Regions from separate parts of the Zea mays genome. Here region 1 is linked to region 2. Evidence: chromatin contacts called from public Hi-C data. All regions are on one chromosome and are shown on one strand. Each heading gives the region's core, a stretch centred on a gene start, on an enhancer-like site or on the middle of the called end of the contact. The rest is flanking DNA. Distances are from core to core; before and after follow the strand shown.

Evidence for each region. Hi-C and Micro-C count contacts between places; a contact is called where the count stands out from the background.
Region 1: a contact with region 2 is called in a Hi-C map of endosperm, with 3 times the contacts expected there. The contact joins the promoter of LOC100282188 here to the promoter of LOC103635420 in region 2. A contact is called at or near these places in 3 of 25 Hi-C or Micro-C datasets (bundle sheath, ear and endosperm).

What each region holds. Positions count from the first base shown.
Region 1 is chr8:79,012,743-79,018,052 of Zm-B73-REFERENCE-NAM-5.0, forward strand. It overlaps LOC100282188 (RGG repeats nuclear RNA binding protein), which reads left to right and starts at 2,161. Exons shown (of 6, transcript NM_001371832.1): 1 at 2,161-2,523; 2 at 2,704-3,103; 3 at 3,209-3,353; 4 at 4,161-4,319; 5 at 4,402-4,461; 6 at 4,565-4,897. The coding sequence starts at 2,367. The coding sequence ends at 4,741. LOC103635424 (phosphatidylinositol 4-kinase gamma 4) reads right to left here. Exons shown (of 2, transcript XM_008657881.2): 2 at 4,575-5,310. The coding sequence ends at 5,094.
Region 2 is chr8:78,656,936-78,662,308 of Zm-B73-REFERENCE-NAM-5.0, forward strand. It overlaps LOC103635420 (protein Rf1, mitochondrial), which reads left to right and starts at 3,669. Exons shown (of 3, transcript XM_035961722.1): 1 at 3,669-5,373. The coding sequence starts at 3,893.

The sequences.
Region 1 (5,310 bases), core at 911-3,410, 350 kb after region 2:
ATCGTGAGTTGTTGGCCGGTTAGGTTAGTGAGGAAAGCTCCCACCAATTATTGGAAATCAATCGCCATTCGCAGTGGTAGCTACGGGAGAAGCCGATGCAACCTTATCTAGGCAGGCACCCTCCTCCTTACAGGTGGAGTACCGGCGGCATAAGAAGCGGGTGGGAGTCTGTTGTGGAGTGGGTGGGTAGGACGCGACAATTGACATGGCATGGAGGTTGCGGATGGCGTGAAGACTGGCGCGGAGGTCATGGTTTGCTAGCAAAGTATGAAGATGAAGAAAAGGACACAGTTGTTGGCGAGAACCAATCCGCGTGAACGCGAGAAGCGGGAGGCTGGCTGGGGCGTGTCGTGTAGAGGGTGCGGGAGGCGACACGGGTGTTGGCGAGCATGCGTGGGCCTGGGGAGGGTGGAGTCATGGTCTGCTTGTGTACGGTAGGGGTGAGTTTTGGTGTGAGTGTGTGCGTACATGAACAGATACTACAACTGTACTTGTAAGTGAGAGGCAATTAAAAGCCATTGCGCTGCATGGGAGACTTACCGCCAACTACACACTGCCGGGGCTGGGGTTGTTTCTGCGCTTAAACTCAACTGCCACTTCTACATGCATGCCGCTATTGCTAATTGTTGCTGAGCTATAGTGCTACCAGGTGTACCGAACTGAAGCTAGTTGTGTTGGGCTTTGGCCTCCGATGCAAGAACGCCATGCTTGGGCCTCGAGGCCGGAATGACCAATAGAGGCCGCGACAGGCCACATATATGCCGGTGGGGTCTGAGGAGGGTGAAGTTATGGTAGTGTCGCGGTCTACACTATTGACTTAATAGATAGTAGTAGAAACTAGTAGTGAAGGTAGAGGGGTTGATAGGTTGCCTGTATCTAAAGGTACCCTCAGCAGAGTGTGACATAGATCTCTTCTGAATTCTGATAGGCATGAAGCATGATGAACAACGACCGCTTGAATTCATTGATGGACATGCCAAGCTCATTTTGTTTAGGTCCGTGGGCCCTGCTGTCCATCTGCTTTTCTTCAGCAAGCATCAAGAGATTTGGGACAACTAAGATGCCTAATTGGTCGGTCACTAGCTAGAAAATGAAAACAGTCTCATGCACCAACTCTGGCTTCAGGTACATGGCCTGCGAGATCTTCGATAGTCTCAGCTTTGTCTAATCCAATATTTCTCGGCGTGTAAATAAAAAACTGATTATTATGCTCTCATACATATCCTTCTCTCTTTTTTATCCTTGTAGATAGAATAGTCCCATCGTCCCAGATTATATTATCCTAAAAAAATATTTAGTGCTTTATAACCGAAAGGGAAAAAAGGTATCAAAAATATTTTGTCCTCAATAGGGTATTTTTTTTAGCTTATATTTTACATGAGAACATCTCGAAGAGGAACTCCTATAATTAGGGCCTCAAAAGCTAAATTGGACCTGATTTAAGTTAACTTGGATCAACAATTTTTATGAACTCCAACAACAACTCATAAACCCACTCCTAAACCCACGTGGTAGTTAACTCCGTGAGATTAGACGCACATGAATAGGTCTCCTGACTGGGTGCTATATTTAGCAACTGTGACTTCGGGTGCTATATTCATTTGATAGAAATTTATAAAATAACAACTTTTTTGAAAGCTATTTTAAGATCTTAACTCCTATATTTGAATATAGGACCCGACTTAAGTCCTCTCTTGGAGATGCTTTGACATAGTCATGCCAAAATTAGATCTGGTTTTCGATTTGTTTTTTTTTTTTTGTAAAAGGGTAAAAATATAAATAGTGTTTATGATTCTAGTTTTTGTTTTTTTCGCAAACGTTTAGATGGTTTTTCTTTACTCACAACGCACGTACATGTTTGCCGGTACAGTTCTCTCGTTTATTGGGCTCATTTTTCTCATTCAGTATGAAAAGGCCCAACAAAAACCAGCATACGCCCAAGAACACCACAAAGGTCCACATATCCACGCTTTAGCCTAGGCCCACAGATCCCGAGCCCGACCCGCCGCTTCTCGGGCAGGGGAGCGATTAGCACACCAACTCAAATGACAAAAGTGCCCCCTACACAAACGCTAGGCCTCAAACTGGCTGAACCCCTTTCCGTCATTTGGCAAATGGAAATGATAAACTAATGAGCCCGTCCTCTGAAAAGCGGAAGGCGACGCAGTGGCCGTACAGTAGTGTCACCTGCACATTGCAGACCGCCTCAGCGCCTCACCAAGCGAAACTCGTTGGCGGCTAGGGTTTTGCTGCCTCCCGAGCCCAAACCCTAGAGCACCCGCGCCCATCCCATGGCGTGCTAGGCTTCGATTGAGACTGGGGGGATTAGTACCGCAGGCTGGGATTAGAGCAAGCGCCGAGCGGAAATGGCATCGAGTAACCAATTCGATCTACTTGGAGACGTCGAGAACGACGACCCTGCCCACCTCCTCGCAGCTGCCGAGAAGAAGGCGGCCGCGGTGCCTAAGCCCGCGCCCGCGCCGGCCAAGTTGCCCACCAAGCCTCCGCCGCCCGCGCAACCTGGTGAGCCTATAGCGATACGCTTCCGATGTCGAGGTTGGAATTATCCGATTTTGAGATCCTGTGGTGCCGTCTCGACCTCGGAGTTTTTGAGTATTATTTTGAAATTTCACTCTTCTGTTGCCCCGTATTATTAGTATTCGTATTCGCCGATGGTGATATCACGCCCTTTTGTGATTATAGTGAGGGAGGAAAGGAACTATGGTGCTCCACCGCGCGATGGTCCAGGACGTGGAAGAGGCGGCCGCGGTGGCAGGACTGGCCCGAGGCGAGATTTTGGCGATGCTGATGCCCACGGCTTTGAGGGGGGGTATGGTGGCGGCGGCGGCGGTTTTGGGGACGGTGGAGTTGCTCGCGGTGAAAATGGTGAGGGTAGGCAGGCAGAGAGGGGCCGTGGGCCCCGCCAGCCTTACCGTGGAGGTGGGCGACGTGGTGGGTACAGCGATGGGCAGGCTGGGAATGAGTTTGGACGTCCTCGCCGGGCATATGAGCGCCACAGCGGCACAGGCCGTGGCTACGGGATGAAGCGTGAAGGGGCTGGGCGTGGAAATTGGGGAACTGCAACTGATGAAGGCCTTGAACAGTTAAGATTGTCGCTATTCAGTCTTCAATATGTGGTTTGATGAACCACTCAAGTTACTACGATGGAGATGTAGAGTTTTGACCTTTTGGTGTGTGTGGCATATAGGGACACTGTGGATGCTGTTAATCCTGAGGAGACTACTGCCGTGGTGGAGGATGAGAAGAAACCTGAAGATGCACCACAGTCTGAGGTTGAGAAGGACAAGGAGGGCGCGGAGAATGAAGAAGAAGAAAAGGAACCTGAGGATAAGGTATATTTCTGGTTTGTACTAAGATGCTCTTGCTACCATATTCCGCGTTGCAATGTGTATGGTTGTAGTATGCCTAGCACATTCTGTAAGGGTGATGGTAGCACCCTTTAACATGCCTAGCACCTCTTGTGATTTTGGGTACTGTGACACTTACAATGTTCTTAACATTTGTTTATATATATGGAAAAATGTGTAGTAGACTGGTGGAAATATTTTGTGATTCTTTTAGTTTCATTCATGTCAATCCTTGCTCGGTAGTATAGTTATTTATTCTAGAACCTTTTGCTTTAAAATTAGTGCTGCTGTGCCAACATGGGGCGCTTCTTGGTGATTGCATTATTTTTGTATTTAGAGTCTCTTCTGCTTTTCGATCCATTACTTTTTGCTCTTCTCTGCCAAATGCAATGGCCATATATTAGAGTGTATGCTTTCACATCAGTTTTCCAGTTATGTGAGATTCATGTTGTATCTCGGATATTGTACTAGCACCTAACTTTGACTATGGTGTGCCATTGACTCGCTGTTTTCAATGTTTCTGGATATGACCAACCGTAGCACACACAAAAGAAATGGATTGTTGATATTCATTTTCACTCATACCAGTTCATGATTTGATGCATCAGATGTGATGTGATGCCACTTAATATTGAATGAACTGTTTTTGTTGCACAGTTGATATATCTAGAGAAAAAAGGATGCTTTGATCAATCCAGAACCTGCATACTTGCTGGAATTAAGTTGGGATGTTTTTTTTGGCATCAAAATAAAGTAGTCTGTGGAATGATGTTTGCTCTGATCATGACGCAGGAGATGACTTTGGAGGAATATGAAAAGGTACTGGAGGAAAAACGAAAAGCTTTACTCTCCCTTAAGGCTGAGGAGAGAAAAGTTGAAATTGACAAGGAGCTACAGGCCATGCAACAACTGTCAGTTAAAAAGGATGGCGATGAAGTGTTTATCAAGCTGGTACGCTACTTGTGTGCATACTGCTCTTTCCTCTCTTTTTTACCCCTGTTGGTCACAGCCGGTTTTGAACGATTGATTGTAGGGCTCTGACAAGGACTTGAAAAAGAAAGAAAGTGCTGAAAGAGAAGAACGGGGCAAGAAGGTATATATCTGATATTTTTCACCTGCTTCAGTCTGATATAATCAGAGTCACTGTTGTTTCCCTGACCGTCATGTCTGTTTTATGTTTTCCTTCCTCTCTCAAGTCCCTGAGCATCAACGAGTTCTTGAAGCCAGCTGAAGGCGAAAGGTACTATAACCCTAGTGGCCGTGGCCGTGGTAGGGGCCGTGGGGGGTTCCGTGGTGGTTACAACGGCGGTTATCGGGGACCAGCTGCTGCTCCAGCGATCGAAGACCAGGCTCAGTTCCCTGCCCTGGCCTAAGCACAGCTCGTGTTCTCGCTCAAGATTGTGTCACTTTTGCGGAGTGCGTCAGTCAGTCCTAGTGTTGTTGCTCCCAAGCTTGCTTTCCGGATTATGTGTATCCAACATTTTCTGATATTATGTACTGGTGTGCTCGTGATTGCATGGTTTTGCTAAGCTCAGCTGAGGGGTGTCGTGTTCTGTTTGCCTGGCTGATGGCTGTTGACAGACTTGTCACACATCCTTCGAGCCTGACCGGTCTCCAGATTTATTTACTTTTTTCCTCGGATCAGTCATGGGAGGAAATAGTACACCATTCTTTGCATTAGCCATTGAGTTGATTACATCGTTATTTTGTCAGCCATGTGCATATCTAGAGGCTAACATGTTCTTTGATGTCGTCGAGACGGCGGTCCATGATCTCCGAGACAGCCTGCAAGAAGACAGTCTCGCATCCTCCTCCCCGTTCCGCCGCCTCACGGACGATCTCTTCGATGGCGGACTCCTTGGTCAGGGTCTCTCTGCACATGATGCTCCCGATGTGGAAGGCGGTGAGGCCCCTCTCCACACCCTTCTTCAGCAGCATGGTG
Region 2 (5,373 bases), core at 2,419-4,918:
CAATATTAAACCTTTTTAACCTTTTAGAAAAGATATAAGTTATATATCTAAGGTTAATGGGCTACGAAACACATTATTAATTTTAAAAGTATTATGGAACATCTTATAAATCATTGTTAAACATTCACTTATGATAAACTAAGATATAAGTCTAAATAAGTTTTATATGAAAAGATTATTATTATTAAACACCTATTTTATGAAAAGTTATGATATACGCCTTAAATGAACTTTTATGTAAAATACAATGAACAAACAACTATATTTTATTTTTATTAGAAAGTACATGTCCTATATTCTTTATTAAGAAAGCTATATACAAAACCATATATAAAATAACATTTTAATTATTATTAAAAAACATGAACACTAATTTCCTTAGTTTATTCTTTAAGAAAAACTAAGTGATATATATATAAATAATATGGACTAAGTTTGCTTAAATGATTAATTAAGCCTATATAACCAGTTGTGAACAAGTTGAAATATAAATCTAATTAACTAGATTATGAGAAAACATAATTAATCTATTACTTATTTTTACCTTTAGTTTAGGAACATATGACCTAGATATTTAAAATGAATACTATATTCATTGGTATATTATTAACTATCATTTTAGTTATGATAGTGTGAGCACTTAGTCAAGCCATTATATCATTATTAGAAAAGTTATATGACATATTTCTATTGTAAAGCATATAATTATGGATACTTAAATATGAGACTAAATGAGTTTTATGTGAAGAGATAATAAATAATTATCATTCTATTAGGAAAACACTAAATCTATATTTGTTGAGAAAACTACATTCAAACCGATAGGTCATCATTTAAAGATATGAACACCAACTCTATTATTTTAGTATCTTTAAAAAACTCTATTCTTTCTGTTTTCTCCTTTCCTTTCTAAATAGAATTTATACGTATAACTAAAAAAATTTTATTTATAATTCTTCTGACATTAATATTTTAAGTAATGTAGATTACTAAATGAGACTTTTAATAACATATTCATGGTTATTATGACATAAATAAGTATTTTACTAATTCTAAGTAATTTAAGTGCTATACTTATGAATACATTTATTATGAATAGTAAAATCTATATCTTCATTTGACCAGAAAATACGTGGCTTAGTATTTCTTCTATTTCTTCATGCAAATAAGTTTACATTTAAAATATTACTAACAATTATCGTTCCACACACTAAAGCGAAATTGAATATATAAACGTTTTCTAGTATGAAATCACCGAGGTAGTGAATAGTGACCGTATTCATTTTGAAAATTATAAAATCATACACATATTCAAAGCATTGTCGCAGGGTTCGATTTTGGCTATATGTATACATCGAAATCTCTAAAATCATACACGTGAATCGTCAAATCATCTCAATATTACAACAATAATTCACAAAATTCAAAACATGCTTTAGAAAATGAATTAACGGGTTGTCTTCAACCTTGGGTTTTTGCTCATGCGCAGGGATGAACTCGACAAGGGAGAATGGTCGGTCGAGCAGGGAACGACGAGGTACAAGCTCCGGCGAGGCTCCACGGACTCCGGCGATGGTGTGGTGAACTCCGGCGACGGTGGTGGTGGCTCTAACGGCGAGGAGAGTGAGAGAGAGTAGGGACGAGCTCGAGTAGGGAGGAAGAGAGGAAGGGAGTGACTGTCCAATTTATAGAGAATGGGAGGGAAGGGGAGAAGGCGCCAGGGAGGGAGAGAGGTGTGGCCGACGGGTTCAAGGCGCCATTGATGGCGTTCATCAATGGGGAGAGGGAGTAATGGGGAAGGGAGAGGAAACAGACGCATTGAAGCTCCATTACACGCGATGAAGAACGGACGCGGAGCTCGGCTGGCGCGCGTGGGCTTCGGTCAGGCTCCTGGGTCGCGGCAGCTGCGCAGGTCCTGGCGCGACGGGGCTGGGCGCGCTCGGCGTCGGGGTCTTGGGCTCGGCGCGCGGGGTCGGCTGGCGCGCGGGATTGGGCGCTGCTCGGCGGCGTGCTGCGGGCGTGGGTGAAGGCCAAGCGGCGTCGGGGCTTCGGTCGGGTGCGGTGCAGCGCGCGGGTGCGTGCTGGCGCAGCGGCTCGGGCGTCGGTGCTGGGCGCCGGGGCTTCCTGGTGGCTGCCTGGGAGAAAGGGAGGCAGGGAGAGAGAAAGGCCGGGGGCCGCACGACAGGGGAAAGCGGGAATTTCCCCTGGCGGCAGCGGCTAGCATGTGAGGATGGGGCGCGCGCTGTGATGTTTGTTGGGCCCCTAATGGGCTTTAGGGTTAGGTTTTTTTTCTTTTTCTTTGTTTTCTATTTCTTTTCTAAATCCAAAATATATTTTTAAATAACCCTAAAATTCATAATAATTATACCAAAATTATTTATAAATAAAATATTTATGTTTGGACTAATAATTATTATATTATTTATTTAGATTTTCATTTAAGAAGAAATGTTATTCAATAACCAAAATCAATCATGAGCAATCAAAAATTATTTCAAAAGCAAATAAATAACAAACACTTGAATGAAAAATTTATTGCCATAATTACCATTAATAACTAAATGTATTATTTTTATTTGATGATTTTTATAGTGTTACAGTAGCTGGCCGTGGCTTTTATAGGATGGAGTGAGTTGGGAGTGACGGATGATTTCTTCTTAAAGGAATGGATTATATATCCAAGGAATACTCCAACTCTCTTGAGTGCGGTCTTGGTCAGAGAAGGCAAAAAGGGCATCACGTGCATTACCACATTCCCGGGGGCCTGTATGGTTGTGCATCCAGTTGTAAATAACGAATCACGCTTTCTATTAGTTAGGGTACATAATGGAGCTCTCCTTTTTTGCCCTCTCTCTTTCTTTTGTTGATGAAGTGTGCCTTTCTTTGAATAATATCCTACTGGATCTTATTCCGAGTTCACACACTGCACTTCACTTGGACCTAGTGAATGGCTCCATTTCTTATGTTTCCTTTGTCGTATTATTATATAGAGAAGAACAAGAAAAGAAAACAAAAGGTAGCATTTGCTTTATTGTATTTCCTTGGCATCCAAGCTTCCTTCTGAAACGGTAGTCGACTGCCTTTTCTACATAGTGCTGTGCGTCGCAAGTTTGGGATGAAATGGAATTGGAAGGTGGGAGTGCCAGTAAAAAAAAGCTTCCACCGGCGATCAGGTCAGGTCTCAACTGGGGCGTGTGCCTTCGCCTGATCGCACGCGTTCCGTGCCGGCGAAGGAGCCTGATTGATCCTGACGTGGTTTGCTCGACGTCAACGATTGCAGCATTAGGTGAGATCAAGCATCAGGTGAGATCACAGTGGTGTGGGATGCTAGTATGATACAGACTGGAGTAGAGATGTTCTTTTTCGACTTTTAACCTTTGCACAAGTCATCATGCACTTAACTAACTATCCTTTTATTATAAGTCAATCATTTGTCTGATAATAGCAAGCTAAGACATGCTCCTGAGAGTTGCAGCCAAGAGAGAAAATACTGAAGATGGCTTTTTGCCAAGCTAGCCCAAGGTCTCTATGGGCAGTGGCCCACGAAAGGTGAGGAAGGCCCGAGGAGCCTTCCGGTCGTGTCTTGGGCTGTCGTCTCACCCACTGGCTCGCATCGGCATCGGAATCGGCTTTGCCACTTCAAGCGCAAGTTCTACCAGCGCTACATCGTGAGTTCCACTTCCACCGCTTCTGCTGCCCTTCGCCCTGCGCCCCTGCCTCATGTTCCGCGATTCCCTTTGCACACCCTCCCGCTGCTAAATCCGTGTGCTGGGTTCCAGATTGCAGGAGCTTGCCTTGTAGCGTCGCGTTATGCTGGTTGCAGCGAGTGACTAAGCAGAGATCCGTTCGGCCCATTCACTCCACCACTGCTCCACACAGCGAGTGACAAGGCATGTCGCGAGGGGTCAGCTCTGGCCGCCGCACGTGCTTGGAGCTGGAGCGGATAATCCTAAATCGGCACCGCTCCGGAAGCCTCGGCCGAGAGGACGCGCTCAACCTGTTCGATGAATTGCTTCCTCAGGCCAGACCGGCATCGGTGCACGCCTTCAATAGTGTCCTCACCGTCGTCGCTCGCGCCGACTCCTCGTCGTCACCACGTCACAGCGCTGCGCTCGCCGTGTCCCTTTTCAATACCATGGTCCGGTCCGGCGTCAATATGATGGCCGCCATCATAGGCATCCTCATCCGTTGCTTCTGCACTGTTGGCCGCTTGGACCTCGCCTTCGCTGCCTTTGCCCTGTTCCTCAAGACGGGATGGAGGGTGCAGAACGTGACCCTCAACCAGCTAATCAAGGGTCTCTGTGATGGCAACAGGACTGATGACGCAATGGATATGGTGTTCAGAAGAATGCCGGAGCTTGGCTATACACCTGATGTTTTCTCCTACAATGCTCTTATCAAAGGGCTCTGCGTCGAGAAAAAGAGTCAAGAGGCTCTTGAGCTGCTGATTCACATGACGGCCGATGGCGGATACAACTGTTCTCCCAATGTGGTGTCGTATAACACAGTCATTGATGGCTTCTTTAAAGAAGGTGAAGTCGACAAAGCTTACTTCCTGTTTCATGAAATGATGGGCCAGGGGCTTCCACCTGATGTTGTGACATACAACTCACTCATTGATGGCCTGTGCAAGGCTCAAGCAATGGACAAGGCTGTAGCAATCCTACAACATATGTTTGATAAAGGTGTTATGCCGGATACTAGGACATATAATATCATGATCCGTGGATATTGCTCTTTAGGACAGTTGGAAGAGGCAGTGAGACTGCTCAAAAAGATGTCTGGTAGTGGTCTTCAACCGGATGTTGTCACTTACAGTCTTCTGATACAGTATTATTGCAAGATTGGAAGATGCGCAGAAGCTAGGAGTGTCTTTGATTCAATGGTTCGGAAGGGTCAAAAACCCAATTCTACTATCTATCACATCTTGCTTCATGGGTACGCCACGAAAGGAGCTCTTATTGATGTGCGTGATCTCCTTGATTTGATGATTCGAGACGGTATTCCGTTTGAACATCGTGCCTTCAACATCTTGATTTGTGCATACGCTAAACATGGAGCAGTGGATAAGGCAATGACTGCATTTACAGAAATGCGACAGAATGGTTTGAGGCCAGATGTAGTCAGCTACAGCACGGTAATTCACATTCTTTGCAAGACCGGCAGAGTGGAGGATGCTGTGTACCATTTCAATCAGATGGTCAGTGAAGGGTTGTCTCCTAACATCATAAGTTTTACCTCACTAATACATGGTCTATGTTCCATTGGTGAATGGAAGAAGGTTGAGGAACTGGCTTTTGAAATGATCAATAGGGGCATCCACCCTGATGCCATATTCATGAACACAATAATGGACAACCTATGCAAGGAAGG